Regions from separate parts of the Hordeum vulgare genome. Here all the other regions are linked to region 3. The links are chromatin contacts, called in public Hi-C maps. All regions are on one chromosome and are shown on one strand. Each heading gives the region's core, a stretch centred on a gene start, on an enhancer-like site or on the middle of the called end of the contact. The rest is flanking DNA. Distances are from core to core; before and after follow the strand shown.

Region 1 (2,968 bases), core at 246-2,745, 170 kb after region 3:
TTGCCATGCTACTTACAATAAATTACCATGGTCTAACTCAAAAAATTGACATGGTCTAAAAAATGAATTTTTTTGCTGCCTATAAAAACACTACCACGATCTAATAAATAGTTAAATTATCGTGCTACCTACAAAATTTATCATGGTCTAAATAGTTAAATTGGCATGGTACCTACAATAGAACTGTCATGGTGTAATTAACAAAATTGTCATGGTCGAATTGAAATAATGACATGGTGTGTAAAATATATTTTCCATAGATACATGGACATTTTTTGCATATTTTTGCCACCTAATAAGAAAAGGAGAAACTGAGATTCAAACTCGAGTCTCCCGGTGGAGGCTTGAGGTGCTAGCCACTGCACTGGGCGGGTTTATTTGAATAGAAGAGCACGTGCACCATTTTTTGTGTTCTAGCGAGGGAGGTTCATAGTTGATGTGCCTCCTCTCCTCTGCTTTAAGATTCGTGCGGCCATCCAATGACGGGTATCCTATTCGTCGGAGATTGCCAAAAGATCGACGTTAGCTAGATAGCATTTTACTAAACTTTATGTTTGTCGGAGTCTTTTGTTTTTTACTTGCTTTCTGACATGTCTGTTCTGTTCCTATTTGCTGCTTAGGTTTGCATTTTACCGCGAGCTTCGTTGCAACAAGGGAACGGTGTTTGGTTTCATTTTACAGAAAATGGAATCGGGGATGTACCATTTCCCTCTAAATTCTAAGTGGTTGGGCTTTAAGCTCATGTAAAGTGACAAACATTGTAATAGATGCTACTTCCTCTGCCTTGGTTTCTAAAGCATGTGTGTCGTTTTAGGTTGATAATTTAACAAGTTAAATATGTATTATACTTCCTTCGTTTCAAAATTCGTATCTTAGATTTATCTAGATATTCATAGTCATGTTTTAGTATTTAGATACGTTCATTTCTAGAAAAATCTAAGACAAGAATTTTGTGACGGAGTGAGTATTTAATAAAAAAAATAAAAACTATATCCTCTTAAGAATTCAATGATATGTACTTTGAGTGACATATAACTTATATTTAATTAATTAAATTGATATCTAAAACGTCGTACACAATACACATGCTATAAACCGACACGTAGGGAGTAACATGGGATCGGCCGTAAAACTGCCCGTGATGCACCAATCTAGGACCATGCCCACCTGTCCGCCTTACCTGGGGGCTTGGTACGAATGTGATGGAACAGTGGTACGAGCTATAGCACGCAGTACACGACCGACCATATCTCCTCGGGATGCACGCAGCGTATTGCATCCTTTTGGGCAGAGGCCGGCGCAGCACGCTGTACGCGCCCATTGCTTTGCTTTGCTTGCTGGCCAGGCAGTGGCTCGCCGACCGTCCCTGGTCGCCTTGCTGTTCTGGTTTGTCTACTTGCTCCGGAGTGCTTTGCCCGCCTAGCCACTCTAGTGCTCCCTGGCCGGCCTCATCGCCGTACGTACGACGGCGTGCATGCATGGGCATGGGGGGTACGTCCGTACGTGCAACGATGCAGGCAGCTGGCCTGTTTCCTTTTCCTTTCCTCGCTTGCTTCGCGGGCACCTTGCCACTTGCAACTGCGACCCTGCAGCTGCATGGGTCGTACGTGGCTGAATCTGATGCATCATGCATGGGCTAGCTGTGTGGTGGCTCCCTCCCTCCTCACATAGACAGTCACCCATCGCCTTGCTTTCAACGGTGGAGCTAGTTTGATAGAGCATATAGTATCTATAGCCGATACATACATTCACTCACAGCATCTACGACTAGACCTTGCAAATTTGATCCCTCAAACACAAACGAACGCGTCCGGCGCGTCCGCGGACACTAAACTGTCACGTCTCAAATAATTCATTCTACATCCAAACATCTCATATTAGGATCCTCAAATCCATACAAAAACATGCAAGGTATGAAACCTACGTACTACGTAGAACTTATCTACTCCTCGTCGAAGATGTCGACAATCTCCGTGCCCTCCGACGAATAAATGACTGCGTGTCGCAGCTTCACCCCCTCCGGCTGCTCCGGTGGGGCCTCCTCCGCGTCCAGCTCGTCGAAAAGGACGCCGTCCTTCGCCTGCCTCTGTCGGATGAGCCGGCGGTTGGCCTCCACCACGGCCTCTTACCTGGTGGAATCCAGGATGGCCTGCTACTCCGCCATCTCCTTCGATTGGGAGACGGTGAACTCCGCCTCCACCTCCACCATGCTCAAGCCGGGAGCCTCCTCCTCCGGGTCGTCCTCCTCCATGGCCTCCGGCTGCTCCTCCTCCTCCTGCTCCGTCTTCGATGAGTCTAGAAGGAGACCCGCAGTGATGCGGGCGACGCAGCAAGCCTAGATATGCGCCTCAATTTAAAGGCACCGCTCCGGAGTGAGCTGCACGTAGGAGGTGATGAGCCGCCGGATCATCCTGACGGAGAGGGAACTACGAGAGGAGACGAACGGGCTTTGGTGGTGGCGAAGAGAAGGAAAAGGCGAATGAGCTAGGGTTGGTTGGGGGCGCCGACCGGCTTAAATAGCTGGGCCCGACCTCAGGCGGGGAACTGAAGCGGCGCCATGCGGCGTTCACACCGCGGTGACAATCAAGGCGCCCGAGTCCGCGTGGAGCCAAGTCGTCAGGCTGACATGACAGACGTGTCCGTACTCCTCCATATCCGTCCCATATTTGGGCTGGAAATGAGGGGGTGTCGGTCAACCCGGACGTTTGAGGCCAGTATAAGAGACCCGTGGGTCAAAATTTTAAGACCGGGCGTCATGTCCGGGCATTTAAGAAGGGTATAAGGGATCCGGTTGTAGATGATCTCATACAAGAAAGTTATAAGTTGGCTATAAGATTAGTATTTTTCTTATCTTCTTTTTATCTCTTTCTTCACATTTATTATATTCATCTCGAACTACGCACATAGCTAGGTTCTTGCATGAGAATTCATTTTTCTTTTCTTTTTTTCATGTTTCTCTCTTTGACAA
Region 2 (3,092 bases), core at 164-2,663, 200 kb before region 3:
GGTTATTTATACAATTGTCATAATTTCTAACAATAACAATAATTAACATTTATAAAAATTCTCGAAAAAATAAAAATAAAAATTTCTTTACCTAAAATATTAGGAATTTCACAGGATGTCGAAAAAAATGAGGTGTTCACAAAACAAATTGTGTTTTCAAAACATGTTTGTCCTTTTCAAAAAAATATTTACCCATTCATACTTTTTGAAAAGATCAAAATAAAAAGAGATAACCAGAAAACCAGTTTGCTACACTGAACCGATGACTATAGTAAACCGTCTTGGTACAGAACCTCCGGTTGCTAGTGTCGATGTACCACTATAGTAGCCTGTTTGGTACAGTTTCCGCTGCAGCTTCACTGGGCTAGCCCTGTCGAAGGGATGTCCTGTGCATCGGGTGTTTATTTGACGCAAAATGCATCAAATTGGAGATCTTGACGAAGCCCACGTGGAAACCAGTAATCACCTTGAATGTAGAGGGTCAGCCCAAATTGGTATGCGGCGTCTGCGCGTTATTTTGACTCCACGAGAGTGAGATAGGATTTGCTAGTTCTCAACGGAGTCCCAGCGCATATCACTTCGGGCGCTACTGAAGTGGATGTGTCCCAACGCTATCACATGTCGCACGTTGGGCGCACCCGCGGGAATGTGTTTTTTTCCTGCGCCCAATGGATGTTGCAAGGTTTTGTGACCTCTTTTTTTCTTTCGAAAAATTTGCTACGTTCAAGAGATATAACATTCAGATAATGAATGTATATAAAACTCTAAGCTTGTGATAGTATACACATGCAGTACATCATTTATCATGAGCGAATAAGGTGGGAGTAAACTTTGCGAATGATACCTCTTAGTCAGTGATTCCGAGTTCTCAAACGAGAGTGTGCATTTTCTTCTTCTTCACTTTACGCATGGTATTCGGGCCGCGGTCACCTGGTCCTCGAATTCCATAATTCCTGGTGGACCGGCAAAAGAATTTACAGTTCTATCGACATCCATCGATTCTGAGGCAATGATCAAGCGCAGCGACGGGAACGCGCGCTTGTTTGTTCCCAGCCTCTGCTTTCAGCCACCCACCTGATCTGATCGGTACACGCTAACAACACTTGGGAAAGAGCCTCAACTGGCAAAGCGGCAATCAGGGATGAACAGCCTCCTCTGCCCCCTACTGACCAACACCACCTCTCCCAGGGCTCGGACCCGTGCCGCACCCTCATCATTATCATCGCCACTTCGCCGCCGAGACCGGGCGCGCGCTCTACGTACAACGGTACTCCGACCGACCGCCCGGCGAGCGAGTTCATTGACGTTTTCGTCGTCGCCCGCCCGTCCGCCCGCTCGTCGTCGTGGAGCGGGACAGGGAAGAGGCAGCTAGCGCCACGTCCGGACGTGACCGCTGATCGGCCATGCGTTTGTCTTGTGAGCCGTGTCCTGTCTGTGTATATCGTCGGTGCGGATGGACGTATGCGCGCTCTAACGGTTTACCCTAGGCTAGCTAGTGAACAATACTGTTCAAAGCCGGGAATCACAGGTTTACCCAAGTAGCCTAGTACTACTTCTACGTGTGATCTCTATATATTGTCTCTCTAGCTGAACGTACCACTTCTACTACTCCCACTGACTGCAGTGCTTTGTTAGTTGGTCAATTGTGATTTCGACGGGCGGAAAGCCTTCATAGGTAGCTACGGCATCCAGTTGTTTCCACATCCAGAAACTTCACTCAGGTAACGAGGCCACCAAGCACTTAATCTAAGAAGATCTGAAAAAAGAAATTGCAAAAGGAAAAAACTAAATCTAAGCTTCTGCTCTACATACTAGTATGTATAATTAATTGATACGACACGTACACGCTCACGCTTCTGCCTTTTCCGGCGATCTACGATACACCGAAATATAGTTAAATCACGATGTACACTGTGCAGACATGTCAATTAGTTGGTCGCTCCATGAAAAGAAGCAGGACCATATATAGAGACGCGCATGTACATACGTAAGGATTGACATGTACGGCCTACCGATCAACGACTCAAGTGATGCGTCGCGTACCGACGGTGACCTGACACCATTACACAAGATACGATCACTGCTCATCCCTGTACGCGTCCGTATTTGTTTACTTTTTTTCGCTTTGTTTCTAAGCGTAATAATGTAGCCCGTGGAAAAGTATAGTTTCAAAAAGCGTCGGTTGAGTTGTGTACCGTTGTACTACCAGTCTACCACGAGCCCATAAGAGTATATACAACGGAAAGTGCATGCAGCGGCCGAGCTATTTGTTTATTTATTTCAGAAACAAACGCCAATTTCACATCTCAAAAAGTTCGGTTAAGATGTGTACACATGACAAATATTTGTAGTATACATGAACAAAATTTCATGAACACATATGTTCATATGTGATGTACTTACAAAATATAAAGATTAAAATGGGCTTCTTCTTTGTTGCATTTTGGTCAGATATTTGCCTTCTTTGCATAGCATACAAATAATCCAATTAGTTGATCAAACATTATACATACTTGAAGAACATGTACACACTTCAAGTATGTATGAAATTTGATCAAGTAATTTGTCTATATGTTCTTCAAGTATAAATAAAGTTTCATCAACTAATTCGACTATTCGCAAGCTACACAAAAAGGGCTCCATGGAGCGAGTCCTTTGCAACGACCGCTTTCATATGTACAATGCATATGAAATAATGAAAACATACTCAATGGCTGCATTCATCCATGTCTCGCAAGAGAAAAAAATGTGCACGAATGAAAAGGAGATACAATAATCACGGTTTTCCCGGATTTTTTAAATAAGAATTTTGCTTCGTTATAACCCCCTAAAAGTTTACACGAGTTATAAAGTTACTTAAAAGGCTGTCACCATATTAACATGTGGATCAAACATATTAAATAGATTGATCTAGTGAATCTGTGACTGGATCGTTAGGAGGAGAGTGGTATTCCCTGCCCACCAGAGTTTATGTCCCAGACTTGATATTGGTACTTGCATTTTTTTAATTTATTCCAGACCTTCCGACGATGTATGTTCAGTGGAATGAGACGTTCCCGTTGACTACAAATGCTTCTGTGACGACTTCGTCA
Region 3 (2,944 bases), core at 298-2,797:
TTAATTACTTGAAAATCGAATCACCTTATTGATCTCCTAGAAATACGCTCCTTCTCCCACCCCCTTTTGTTGGTCGTAATGAGAGTATCATTAATAGTATCATACATGTCAACTAGACATATTTGATGAGGTGGCATAAAATTAAATGAAGAATGAGATAGTTGAGTATCATATTATGATACCGTATCATATTAAATATTGTGATACTATGTGTCATGGATGGCAATAATTAAATTATTCTATGATACTAACATACTCCCTCCTTTCCGGTTTAGGCATGTGTCAATGCATCGTTTCTTAACACGTTATCATAGGAACATTATTAACTTAAAGGACTAATAACACAATGCATTGTTTCTTAAAGGTTGTCTTTAAATTTAATGATTTGGTGCTCGTGCATATATGTGATTTGGCTATTAACCATTTTTACCTATGGTGACGTGCAAATGATGTACCTTAGCTAAGATAGAACCCTAGTCTATCTCATCATTAATTAGTGTGACACATCAGCAAAATGCATATGAACCCGTGCTAAGAAACCTCCATTGGCACAGTCCTTATAGGCTTATCTCAAAATTTCAAATTTTCATTATATTAGGCTCATTTTAAGTCTAATTGAGTTAAAGTATTTTGAGCCCCACATCATATTTAATTCATAGAGATTAGAGAAAGAAAATTAATGGCTACACATGCATCTTTTTCTACACCCACCATGCAATTCCAATGAAAAAGAGGATGTACATTTATTGCCTCGAAAATTGAATATGTGAGAAATATTTTATTGGCTAGTTAAAACTAGTACCATCCATTCATAATTCACCTTGGTTGATGAGATTTTAGATTTGACCCCTATAAACAGTGGATGATATTATACATTACGGATGTAGTATCATACACCAGTATCATATCCATGATATTTGTATATGATACTTTCCATTACAACCAGCCTCACGCCTCACCCAAAGTCGAACTGCAGAGAAAATACTTGTCGTCATTGATTGCATTTAGGTTCAGAGTTAATTCGTTTTGCAGCGACGGTTTGCAAGACATTAATTACGGAATTTAATCAAGAAAATTATTTATGGAAGCAACTTCACTAATGATGCATACAACCCTTTTTGTTTAAGTAATGGACTAGGATCAAACACGAAGATCTATCAAAACGGCAAGATGGATGTCGTCTCTTCGACTCTTCGTTGTCACGTCAGCGCCAACTAGAGTGTGGGCCACAACGAAATATCCAGGACATTGACGTCTTTCGTGCAAACTAGATGTCAAGGATGTTGACGGTGATCAAATAAGATAAAATATGAAACTTTTCAAACCAAGGTTAATTTATGATTATGCTTGGAGAAAAGGTCAAAACAGTAATTTTGTCCCTCATGAAGCCATCTCTCATTTGCTCCAAGGACCCGTGCAACTGGAACCAATACCTGGCCTGGTGGCATCCGTGAAGGGAAAGCAGGAGGCAAGCAGAAGCAGGCAGGCCAACTGCGGCCAATGCCTGGCCTCTGTGGCCTCTGCCTCTCTCTGCCAATGAAAGTGAAACGTGGTGGGTTCACCTGGTGGCACGTTTCCTGTTCAACCTCAAGTATGTATCGTTCAATAAAGGGCGAGCGCAGGGATCCGAAAATGAGCGGCTTGGAGTTGCCACCACTTGCAGATGTTGGCACCCACAGTTGACTAGTGGACAAATTTCATGTCGCATCTGATGTGCAACGTCTTTGCAAGTGGCTGTACCTGTGCTGCATGGGATAATGCGTATTCAGACGATTTGATTGCACTGCAAGAATCAGCGAGTCTGTCCTGGCTGCTTATGTACAGGCCTAAAGCTTCCGGCGCTAAATACAAGGTGACAGGCAGGTGAGCACGATAGATCAACGAGCCATTGATTGTGCCTCTGATCAAATTATTCCACGCGGAACGATGGATGGAGATTGACTTGATGTTTTATGTTTACCGTCACATGCGTACTGTAGAGTACTCCTACTTGTACATACACTGTTGGACAGACTAAGTGGTTATACCTTAGCTTAGCTTAGGGCATCTTGAACGGTAATCCATAATTTTTTTCTGCATCCATTCACGTACAAGGATCAGTTCATGGATACGGATATGGAAGACCGTCATCCAACCATAGTCCCACATATCTAATTTTTTTTTTAAATCAAGTCTCCACAATCAAATAGTCGCATGCATAGGGTATAAACGTTCAAATAGCCGCATGCATCACTATTTTAGATTTATAAAAATTCAAATATTACAACTCAACAGTGTTGTTTTCTTTCACCGTCCACTGATGCTGAATCAGATCTTTCTTTAGCTGCTCATGAGTTGGTTGATGCCGAGTTTGTTGATGCATTTGAATAAACTTTTCAAATATGGTCGGATTTTGTTCCAAAAGTTGGATAGGATCACCTATGTTCTCAAATTCCAGAGTTGCGGCAGCATCTTCACCCTCATCCCCTATGATTATGTTGTGCATGATCACAAAATATGTCATCACCTCCCACAAGGTCTTCGGATCCCATTGTTTTGCACGTCCATGAATAACTGCAAAACGGGCCTACAGAAGTCCAAATGCCCACTCGACATTCTTTCTAGCTGCCGGGAGCCCTGTTGGAGCGCCGGAGGTGACAGAGACGTAGAATTTCGGCAGGGGTGTGGCGTGGTGGCCGGGGTGGTGGAGCGGTGACGGAGGTAAGAGAGAAGGAAGGATGGAGAGAAAATGAGGAGGAGGAGTCGCAGAGTCCGGGAATGATTTTGGGTGGGCCAGGGGTGTCGGATAGCGACGTTCCTTGTGTACGGAGTCATGCAAACCTCCCCCATTTTTGCCTCCGTTTGCGGAAGAAATCGCGTTCGAACCGCCCCACAGACTAAAACATGCCCGCGTTGGATGGATCTCGCGGTCCGGACGGATGCGTGAGGTTTGCGGGGCTGCCGT

Evidence for each region. A called contact is a pair of places that touch in the nucleus more often than the background predicts.
Region 1: a contact with region 3 is called in a Hi-C map of leaf, with 3 times the contacts expected there. The contact joins two enhancer-like sites. A contact is called at or near these places in 3 of 6 Hi-C or Micro-C datasets (leaf and seedling) and 1 of 1 datasets of contacts at active chromatin or transcription factors (embryo).
Region 2: a Hi-C map of leaf shows a contact between it and region 3, with 5 times the contacts expected there. The contact joins two enhancer-like sites. A contact is called at or near these places in 4 of 6 Hi-C or Micro-C datasets (leaf and seedling).

Annotation. Positions count from the first base shown.
Region 1 is chr4H:496,143,783-496,146,750 of MorexV3_pseudomolecules_assembly, reverse strand. No RefSeq gene overlaps it. Among protein-coding and RNA genes, the nearest start is that of LOC123449126, 12 kb to the right of the region's middle. Within about 2 kb of position 1,495, at least 3 of the 3 cell types and tissues checked have open chromatin away from gene starts, as enhancers often do. A contact at or near this core is called in leaf, where this site is marked.
Region 2 is chr4H:496,515,957-496,519,048 of MorexV3_pseudomolecules_assembly, reverse strand. No RefSeq gene overlaps it. Among protein-coding and RNA genes, the nearest start is that of LOC123449128, 12 kb to the left of the region's middle. Within about 2 kb of position 1,413, at least 3 of the 3 cell types and tissues checked have open chromatin away from gene starts, as enhancers often do. A contact at or near this core is called in leaf, where this site is marked.
Region 3 is chr4H:496,311,999-496,314,942 of MorexV3_pseudomolecules_assembly, reverse strand. No RefSeq gene overlaps it. Among protein-coding and RNA genes, the nearest start is that of LOC123449127, 130 kb to the left of the region's middle. Within about 2 kb of position 1,547, at least 2 of the 3 cell types and tissues checked have open chromatin away from gene starts, as enhancers often do. A contact at or near this core is called in leaf, where this site is marked.